Linked DNA regions of Zea mays: region 2 is linked to region 1. Evidence: chromatin contacts called from public Hi-C data. All regions are on one chromosome and are shown on one strand. Each heading gives the region's core, a stretch centred on a gene start, on an enhancer-like site or on the middle of the called end of the contact. The rest is flanking DNA. Distances are from core to core; before and after follow the strand shown. Region 1 holds the start of LOC100283308 (chloroplast channel forming outer membrane protein). Region 2 holds the start of LOC101202728.

Region 1 (5,734 bases), core at 2,648-5,147:
CACACCACTCCCACAACTAGTTCGTTATTCCACTCCCATCCACCACACCCCTCACATCCTTCCTCCATCGTCGTAGGCAACGGTTCCACTCTCCCGGTCTTCTACAATATTCAGCCCGAACCCCCATATATAACAAATATGTATGTAAAGAACTTTTCAATAAACTTATGAGACGGACATGGATTAGTTGCACAGGCTGGCACCATAGATAGCAAAGAACTCATCAAACGATCAAAAGCAGAAGAGTACTCATCAATAGTCATATCATTCTGCTCAATAACATGTGTTTGCTGCATAATAGTGTGTAAGAGAGCACCACTGTCTTGAACAAACCGGCCCTTCAAATGAGACCAAATAGCTTTAGCAGTGAACTTGGACAGACTCGTAATCATGGATGGTTTAGTGCTATTAACCATGGCAGCCATCACCTTGCCATCATTAATCTGCCAAGTTTTAACATCTGCATCGTTGCTACGATCCTCACGTAAAGTAGGAGGATCGTTGGTTAAGTGAAAACGTAGACCATGACCACGTAGAGTTGTCTGAACACAAAAGGCCCACTCTGGATAATTCTGACCATCAAGGATGATATTAACCACAATAGCATTGACTGACATGATGATCGATTGATATGATGTACAAAGGATGCAAACCAGTGAATAATGCAAACCAGTGAAGAGGTAACCTTCATTGTCCCAAACCTGATCCTCTATCGGGAACTATGTGGAGGGTTCACTGATCTAGTCAGTCTAGAACAGACGACATGCGGATCCCAAGCGAGCAGGTCGTGCGAAGACGGTGGACTGGGCTAGCTGGAGGTAGTCATAGATCCAATGCAGAAGGGCAGACAACAGTCCAGGTAGGCAAGTCTTGGCGGATCTAGCCGAACGAACGTCGATCTGGCAGAGGCACGGCTGACTGGAGGGCCGGACGTCGATCTGGCAGAGGCACGGCTGATTGGAGGCGCGGATCCAGCGCAGCAGGCCGCGAATCCGACGCAGCGGACTGGTGGTGGCGCGGATCCGGTGGAATCCGGCGCGACGAACTGGAGGCGACGCGGATCCGGCGTTGGAGGACGAGGGCGGGCGATCGCCGGACAAGGCCGGGAGAAGACGCCGCGACAGCGGCGAGTAGAGGCCGCGACGGTGGCGAGTAGAGGTCGTGATGGCGGCCTGTAGATGCCACGACGGCGGCCTGAGAAGATAGGGTCGTGACGGAGGCGAGTAGAGGCCGCGACGGTGGCTTGAGAAGGGTGGTCGCGACGGTGCTTTGGAAAAAAGAAGATTAGGCCCTAACCCTAACCTGCTTTGGTACCATGTTACTATACTAACCTTGGATTATGGAGTGGAGTACAATCAGTCCTTAGGACTTGGTAGAATATATATATATATAGGCACAGTAATATGGGCCATTATGGACCTTAACAGAAATAATGACATCCAGGAGGAGTTGGCCCCAAAAGAAGCCCAATACTTTGGTTTATGGGCCGGAATGGAACCGCTAAGGACCTGGTTCCTTTTATTGAGGTTTTCTTTTCTTGTAAGGGGTACGTGAGGAGGGAAGCCTTGGACAGTAAGTAGATTGGTCGGCTGCGTCCGATGGAGTGAAGGAAGGAGAGGAAGAGCGATCTGTAGAGAGAATCGGAGAGTAAACTCTGGAATTCTTGTGTTATAGTGATTCTTCGTGGGAGGAAGGAGAGCACCGGGACTCCGGGAGCGGTGTTAATTACCTATATCGTTGATCTGTCACAAGTAGCATGTTTGATCTACAGGATCATGGAACTGTTGTTACTAGGTGTGAACAGGGAACAATTAAAACTAGTGAATCTGTCGAGATATTGGGTTTGACACAGGTTAGATCTTTTTATTGCCTGTGATAGAATATGTGATGTAACTAAATTACTGAATGTTATTCTACAATTAAAGCAGGTCACCGCCAGGCATCAGTACCTCACCTCTCTTTTTGTTTCCAGTTCCACACAGCAGCACAGCACATTGCGACAGGGGACAGGCAGCAGTACTGCAGAGCCAAGTCTGAACTCCCCAAGGCCAGGTCCAATGTATGTTGCAGACTTACTCTGGCAGTAGTTACTAACCAGATCAATTTATCCTCAAATTAGTTCAATTGATTAATGTAGCTGGTAGATATAGGAAATAGTAATTAGGGGATCATTTGTTGATTATTCATACATTGTGTACTAAATTGTTGAATTTAAGACCTATTTATGTTAATTAGTACGTGTACACCAAATTACAGGACAAATTCTCAATTGTTTGCCAAATTGCTGAAAGGATTTTTAGCAAAGTGCACGTGAAACTTTTAGTGGGGGTGTGGCACACCGTATTGCAAAATCCAGGGTCCACAACTTGTCTACGGTGTTCAGCTGGAGTAGTGTAGCTCCAAGAAGTTGCTTAAGCCAGTTAGTTTTTTTTTGCATGTGTTGGGGTGTGTTCTGAGGGTGAGTTGTGTCTGACAAGTTGCTTCGTTCAATATACAATATAGTTTTAGATGAACCTGTGTATTCATGATTGTTACAGCGCCCGATAAGGTGTTTCTTTTTCTAGTCATGTTAATGTGCTGTGCTCATGTGCAGGAGTGAACCAGCATCACCCAGAAGATTGTAAGGGGAAAAGAATCAGAGAAATAATTTGCAATCTAACTGAAACTTGTATGACTAGATAATTCACTCAGCCCGTGCGTCTTTTGAACGCTGTGACTGTTCATGATTAATCATGCTTCATTCACCACCCTACACCCATGCATGGCCATGATCGCTAAAAGGAAGCAACTGTTTAGGTGGCTTGCTTGCCGGTGGAACATTTTGCATCGGCTGGAAATAGAAATGGTCTGATTACCTTGTCACACAATTCGTAACCAACTTTGAGCCTTACGTCTTGGCCCTGTTTCAAGTCAAGTATGGTCCATGCCAGTTCAACGGATCCAGTTGTCTTCGTCTGCAAGGACCAAGGGGCACAGGCTTGAGACAGAGAGCAACATTGTGGTGTGGTTAATAAGATCACACACACTGGACTGACAGCAAGCGTATTTTTGCTCGAGAAAATTACCGGCTTCAACTCTTTATCGGTAAGTAGGCGCCCTTTAAGGTTCAGACCTAGGAACCCATTATCTGGTTTGAACAGGACGGCCTTCTTGGCGCGAAAACTGTAGGCGAGGTCATCGCCGTTGTGCAACTGGACGCCAGCTCCGAGATTGGCTGATAGCTATACATGGCATGTTTATTTTAAATTTTGTGGCAAACTGGTTTGCTTATCACTTGTAAAAGAAAGGATGGGTTGGCAGGTATGGAAATGGAGGGGGGAGTATCTGACGGCTGACCTGCGAGTAGAAGTGCCTGACAAAGAGAGCGAGATAACTCGGGGTAGTAACTCCGGCGGGGCTTGTGTGGAGGTCGAGCTCCGCATGAGCCTGCGCGGCAGCCGTGGGGTTGGAATCGAACCGAAGCAATCAGATGAGATGAAATTGAGACGACTGAATGAATGACAGAGTAAAGGGAGGAGGAATAGCAGCTGCAGCTGCACCTGCAGCAGCGAGCTGTGGCCGAGGGGCAGCTTCTCCTTGGCGTGGATGCGGAGGCCGCCGCCACTGCGCAAGCGCAGCGAGGTCTCCATGGGCGGAAGGGACGGAGCGAGAGAGCGGCAGAAGAAGCAAGCAACTCCCGCAGTCGCGTGACGATAGGTCCGGTAGGGTTTACTCCGACACTGCCGCGGGCAGGTGAGGGGCGGGAGGGCGGCGGTGAGTGCGGATTGGACTGCGACGAGGCGAAGCCGGATTGCCGATTAGCTGCCCCGCGCCGCCCGCCGGTATGATAGGAAGGACCGGAGGAGAGATGGTAGGCGAGCCCGAATAGGCCGGGGGCCATCGTTATGGGCTGTGTGCTGGGCTGAGAAATTTAGAACTATGTCAATATAGGATATGGACTTCGCTGTATTGCCATCAAACGGGTGATTTTCGTCTGAAATGCCATTATCAAACGAGACACATGTCATGAAATGTCTTTTTGCTATTTAAAAGAAAGAAAAACAATTTAATCTCTACTGCTCCATATGTTGGTACCGTGGACGTCCACCACATAGCTTCATCGTGCCCCCGCCCTTCCTCACCGCCCCTCCAACGTCCCCACCGCTCGGCTCTCTTCTCCTTCCTGAAATCCCCGTGTCGCGCAGATCTCACTCCAGCTCCTCGCCGGCACAAACCACGCACGCCGCACACAGCATGCCCAGCTCTCTTCTCCTCCCCGAAATCCCCGCGGCGCGCAGATCTCACTCCGGCTCCTCACCGGCACAAACCACGCGCGCGCCTCGACCCATGGCGCGCCGATCTGCCCGCGACCCCCAATCAATATTGAGTGTCGAGGTGAGAGTCCCCAAATCCCGCCCAGGTTCCTCTCCCTTCCCATTCGCGGACGGCGCTTCCGCGCGTCGACGTTTGCATCCCCAAATCCCGCCCCTGGTTCGGCGCTTCCCCACATCGAGGTGCCACACCATCGTCGCGGGGTCCCGACAACGTCAACAGCGTGCGGCCCCATCGTTCGCGGACCAACCTAGCCCCAAATCGTGCTGCCCAACTTTGCCCCAAATCGACGAGATGCAATGAAGAATTGTGCTGCCATCGAGGAGAATCGTGCTGCCCAAAACCTCGCCCCAAATCGACGCAGACCTACCATCGACGCGCATTTGGGTGTTCGCTTAATCGTCCTGTTTAAATCAGCAAGGTGCTGCGACAAGCCAGCGGATGAGCGTGGCGATCCCGCTGGAGCAGTCCATCACGCCCGTGCTTCAGGACTTTATGAATCTCAACATATTCTATCTACCAGTGTATTGTTATGGAGGTGAGGAGCTTATGGTGATCATGTCGTTGTTAGCAAGGGTATTTCATCCCTCTGTTGCTTTGGTCTTTCTTGTTGCGTCTGATGATAACGAAGTTTGTATTATTTGTTGCTCTGAGAGTTCTATGATTTGCGCTACGGCCCCGTCGTCGACTCCCACGTCCATGAGACCACCTAGGAGTTGCTCCTGTACAGCTAGCTCTACCAATTCGAGGGCCTCCCGAACTACACCTCTAGCATCATCGACCATGTCTGCCTCCAAGGGATGACGATGGTGAGGAAGATACACATGTGGTAGGTATTGATATATAGATCTTTTTAGTTAATAGTTGGCTAACAATTATAGTCATAATTGTTTGTTTTAATATGTCGTGAATTGCAACGGTTACAAGTGCCTTTGTTTTTTGTTTTGCGAGAAACATGCCACTTGTCTGGTGTCAAGGTTTTTCATGGCCTTGATAAGGTTTTGGAAAGTGGTGCAGTTGTCATGACTCTTAGAGATCATAGTATTCCTTCTAATGGGGATATCAATGAAAGTAAAGTTTCATATCTCTTTCCCCGTCATCTTTTCTCCATCTGCCCATTTTCAACCATATGTTTTTGATGATTTTGTTCCCTGACCAGCATTTCAAAAGCTAAGCTTTCTGAGTATTCAGGAAAGATTGAAGCACTAGCTTCTAGGCTCGTTGCTTCACTGGTACATTTCTATTGTATTCATTCATTTATTTGAATTGTTCCTACTATCATGCTTAGTTTAGTTGCTTGCTCTTTATAGAATTTAATTTAAATCAATCACAACATATGATATTAATTTTTATCTTGATTGTTACCTCTTATAGCTTTTAGATTGGATATACTTATTTGTTATTATAATATTCTTGTTGTCGC
Region 2 (4,926 bases), core at 1,080-3,579, 220 kb after region 1:
GACAGAAGGCAAGTTTGGCCCTCCAAGTTGGCCTCCAACGACTCCTAGTTGCCTTGTGGCTATAAAAGGGACCGCTAGGCGCATGGAGGAGTCACCCAAGCATTCACTAAGCATTCTAAGACTCCCACACTCCGTTTCCGCGCATTTGATCGATTGTGTTAGTGATTTGAGCTCCGTTCGAGTTGTGAACTCTCTGCGCTACGTTTCGAGCTCAAGTCTTGGCTTGTGTGCGTGTGTGTGCTGCGGATTTGTGTGTGTTGCTCTCCTAGCCTTACTCTTGTGCATTCTTTGAGATCTTTATTGTAAGGGCGAGAGGCTCCAACTTGTGGAGATTTCTCGCAAACGGGAGAAAGACTATAAGGAAGAAAGCCGTGATATTCAAGTTGATCATTGGATCACTTGAAAGGGGTTGAGTGCAACCCTCGTCCATTGGGACGCCACAACGTGGAAGTAGACAAGTATTACTTGGCCGAACCACGGGATAAAAATCGCGTGTCACTTGCGTTGCCTTCTCTGTGATTGTTGAACTCGCTTCAAAGCTACTTAGCCGTACTAACACTTTAAACTAAGTTTTGTGGCTATTAGTGTTTGATTTTACAGGATCACCTATTCACCCTCCTCTAGGTGCTCTCAGTACTCCATTGTGCCACCTACCCATATTCGGTCTTCAGTTTTGCCTCAGACTTAGACTCCATCTGTGGAGATTGGTTTGTGTTCATGGTAGACTCATGGCACCAAGCTACTCAACCCTCTAACCATACGACAACGACACTTATGTGGCGATTAGAAGACAAAAGGAACCAAAGAGAATTACGACGTCGTGATCAAGATACACATGACCAGATTCAGATGGTCGACTTCCCCGACTAACAAGTCTATGCTATGTCCAGACTCTAAACATCATGATGGTGAAACTTATCTTGGACAAGCTCACACCACTTCCCATCGAGACAACATGTTGGATCAGGACGACCTGAGTAAAACCGGATATACACAATTACACTATCTCCGTTTTCGAATATTTATTGGCGGCTAGTTTATTTTGAAACTAAACATCGATAAATAAAAAAGAACAGAGTAAGTATAGGTTAATACCACCACAGCTACGATATTGAGTTAGATTGCTGACAAGTACAACAGTAGATAGGAAAGAATAGAAGAACGGCGTGGTCCGACCTACCCGTCCAATATGAATCCAGACTCCAGAGCCATCGAAACTGAAAAATTCTTTCTCTCATTGACCTGCTAAGCTAAAGCCGCCGCACCGCAGCCACATCCTCGACCTCGATAACAAATAAATAAAAATAAAAAGCGGAGTATACATACATATTTCCTTTGATCGTTTTTTTTGCTAAAAGGAAAAAACGAGCACACATATGTATGTAGAATCCGTTTTTTATTTATTTGTTCCAGAGCATATAGGAACAGTAAAATGGTTGGCAGGTAGTAAAACATTGGTCAGAGGTCGCCGTCGACGTGTATTAGTACTAGTAGGGATAAGACTATCCGCAATCGTTATCTCTAAATTTTTCCCTCTATATCACTTTTCTCCCTTATTTTCTCCCCTATTTTTTCATCTCCCGCAGCGATTCCCCCTAAATACTCCCCTATACCCCACTACAATTATAAAATATTATTTTCTATATTAACTACTAATTTTTTATCTACTAATAATTACTCGTGGACCCACAATATAGTGTTTAGGGTGATGAACAGTGACACACTAGATCTGGAGGGAGAGAGAAGGAGGCCGACGCGTAGGGAGCATTATAGGGGCACCACTGGGGTCGTGGAGTGTCCCCTACACTGCGTAGGGGCTGCGTTGCAGTTAGTCTAAAAGGCGGGTCTCTGCGGCCGCTCTACGCTACGCCTCTGGTGCAGCAGCAGCACCCACCGCACCGCCACTGGGCTGCTGCCTTGCAAAAAGTGGGGCGAGTGAAGAAAGCAGGCAGCCATGCTTTTCGGGAGAAGGGGAAGGGAAAAGCAGCCAGCCAGCCAGCCACCACACTACCACAGCAAAGCAAAGCTCGCACCTCGCTGCGCACTCCCACTGCGCTTCTCTTCCTCGCACCAGCAGTCCAGACCAAGGAGGGACGCGGCGGGGGCAGCACCTTTCCTCTTCCTCCTCCCCCAGAAATCAATTCCTCTTCCCACACGATCCATCCGGAGGCGATCCAGCTCTTCGCGCCCTCTCTTCCCCAAACAGGATACATGAGTGTCTGTGTCTCTCTGCCTCGGTTATTTTTTTTTTGTTTTACTTCCGTCCGCCCCCCGCTCCCTTCATTCAAATTTCATCTCAATCAAATCATGTACAAACTGACTTTGTTCAATTCAATTCTGGCTGTTGCAGGGGGAGGCCGCGGAGAGAGCTGATTGATCGGGAAGAAGAAGAAGAACATCGCAATTCACTTGCTCCTGCGGCGGCTGTACTAGGGTAGCCGAGAACCCGCCCATACCCATGGCATCCTCCTCGGGGGGCGGCGGAGGCCGTAGGATGACCCCCGGAGGAGACTCCTCTGCCTCCGCCGGCGGCAGGAGGATCTACCGCACCCAGACCGCCGGCAACCTCGGCGACTCCATATTCGACAGCGAGGTCGTCCCGTCGTCGCTTGTCGACATCGCCCCCATCCTGCGTGTGGCCAACGAGGTGGAGGCCAGCAACCCGCGAGTAGCCTACCTCTGTGAGTAGTAGTAGCAGAATTCGTTTCGTTTTCAGTTTGTCTGCTTCTGCTTCCCTGTGGCCCTCGCAATCAGTCAATCAGTCACTCAATTTGGCCTCCCTCTTCCTCTCCAGGCCGCTTCTACGCCTTCGAGAAGGCGCATCGCCTCGACCCCACCTCCAGCGGCCGTGGTGTCCGCCAGTTCAAAACTGCGCTGTTGCAGAGGCTCGAGAGGGAGAACGATCCCACGCTCAAGGGCAGGGTCAAGCAGAGTGACGCCAGAGAAATGCAGAGCTTCTACCAGCTCTACTACAAGAAGTACATTCAGGCGCTTCAAAAAGTTGCTGATAAAGCCGACAGGTCTGTTTCTTCCTCCTTTATTCTATTGTTATGTACTCCACTTATTAGGCGTTCTACATAAAAATAAAAGTCATTACCCAATCAACTGATCAATTCATCCATCCCCAGGGCTCAGCTCACCAAAGCCTATCAAACTGCAGCCGTGCTCTTCGAGGTCCTCAGAGCCGTCAATGTCTCCCAGAAAATCGAAGTCGATAAGTCGGTAAGCATCACTACCACCTTTCTTGCTGGAGTACCATTGATATATGCATGCAGTAATACTCCCTCTGTCCCAAAATAGTCGTTCATATGGTATTCGTGCTGGTCAAGTTTGCCTAGATTTGAAAATATTAGCAATAATCTAAATAAGTCTATTATGAAAATAGATTCAAAGATATATCTAATGATACTAATTATATACTATAAATATTAAATATTTTGTTATATATCTTTGATCAACGTTAGAAATGGTTGACTCTTCGAAAAGTGATAACAACTACTATTTTGGGACGGGGGACTTCTACTTCGTTGGTTCCATCTTCCTATTGCAGCTCTCTTTAATTCCCTATTCACAGAACACAACCGCCCCTTGCAGATTCTGGAGACGCACAACCAGGTCGAGGAAAAGAAGAAGCTATACCTTCCTTACAATATCCTCCCGCTTGATCCTGACAGTGCCAACCAGCCTATCATGCTCTATCCTGAGGTTACCACCTATTTTATATCAACCTGCTATCGTTCATGTTCTCACAAGATGGTTATGCATTTTTACGCTATGGTTTATATGTTGCCTCGCATGTGTTATCATTATGTGTGTAGATCCAAGCTGCTTTCCATGCTCTTCGTAACACTAGAGGTCTGCCATGGCCCAAGGAACACGAAAAGAAGCGTGATGCACCCAAGGAACACGAAAAGAAGCGTGATGCAGATCTTCTTGCCTGGCTTCAGGCCATGTTTGGATTCCAGGTTATCACACTTGGATGATCTTTTCATCATCTTCTCTGGTTTTGTATCAGATTTTCATGCCCATGACCATTTGTGATCTCTGAATCCGTGCTCTCTAACTTTGCTCATCACTCTGCAGAAAGATAACGTATCCAACCAAAGGGAGCATCTCATACTCTTGCTTGCCAACGTGCACATAAGACAGATTCCCAAATCTGACCAACAACCAAAGGTATCCCCTTAGATCAATATCATATAAAACACATGAGGCACTTCATGTTTGTGGCATTTACCCATTTCTTACTGGTTAATGTTCTCAGTTGGATGACCGAGCACTGGATACAGTAATGAAGAAGCTATTTAAGAATTACAAGAGGTGGTGCAAGTATCTTGGTCGCAAAAGCAGCTTATGGTATGAGATGCTCATGATACTGTCAAGAGCTGCAGTTATATGTTCTGCTCAACACCGATTGGCTCATGAATTGATCATTTCCATTCTAGGTTGCCGACTATCCAACAGGAGGTGCAACAACGCAAACTTCTCTATATGGGTCTTTATCTGCTCATATGGGGCGAGGCAGCTAACCTGAGATTCATGCCAGAATGTCTTTGCTACATCTATCATCATGTATGGACAATCCTGAGTTTTCCAAAATAAGTTTATTGCATTGCATACTTACTAAACTATTGAAGTGAATCTTGCAAGGGTTAATTATTTTAACATAAATAGTTGTATGTAACGACAAAAATTTGATTGAGAAATAGTATGTTTTTAACTTATGCTTATGTGATCTTCGCTTGCACAAAGCTGTTGGCATAACATGAACAATCACGTTCTGTCCGCTTTCACAGTTTCTGAGAATGCTTATGTTAGGTGCAATTTTGCTTCGGTACAAGGACAACCATGCGGAAGAGTTGAATAAAATAGTCTCCCTCTAACTACCTCGTGTACACAGTTCCTCAATACAATATTAGCAATTTC

What was found. Hi-C and Micro-C count contacts between places; a contact is called where the count stands out from the background.
Region 2: a contact with region 1 is called in a Hi-C map of bundle sheath, with 2.7 times the contacts expected there. The contact joins the promoter of LOC101202728 here to the promoter of LOC100283308 in region 1. A contact is called at or near these places in 11 of 25 Hi-C or Micro-C datasets (bundle sheath, ear, endosperm and 3 more) and 2 of 3 datasets of contacts at active chromatin or transcription factors (leaf and seedling).

Annotation. Positions count from the first base shown.
Region 1 is chr5:225,485,507-225,491,240 of Zm-B73-REFERENCE-NAM-5.0, forward strand. It overlaps LOC100283308 (chloroplast channel forming outer membrane protein), which reads right to left and starts at 3,898. Exons shown (of 5, transcript NM_001156210.2): 1 at 3,540-3,898; 2 at 3,337-3,426; 3 at 3,066-3,221; 4 at 2,856-2,954. The coding sequence starts at 3,629.
Region 2 is chr5:225,710,705-225,715,630 of Zm-B73-REFERENCE-NAM-5.0, forward strand. LOC101202728 reads left to right here and starts at 2,330. Exons shown (of 41, transcript NM_001398272.1): 1 at 2,330-2,681; 2 at 2,795-3,020; 3 at 3,129-3,222; 4 at 3,595-3,705; 5 at 3,819-3,965; 6 at 4,084-4,176; 7 at 4,265-4,356; 8 at 4,446-4,572. The coding sequence starts at 2,459.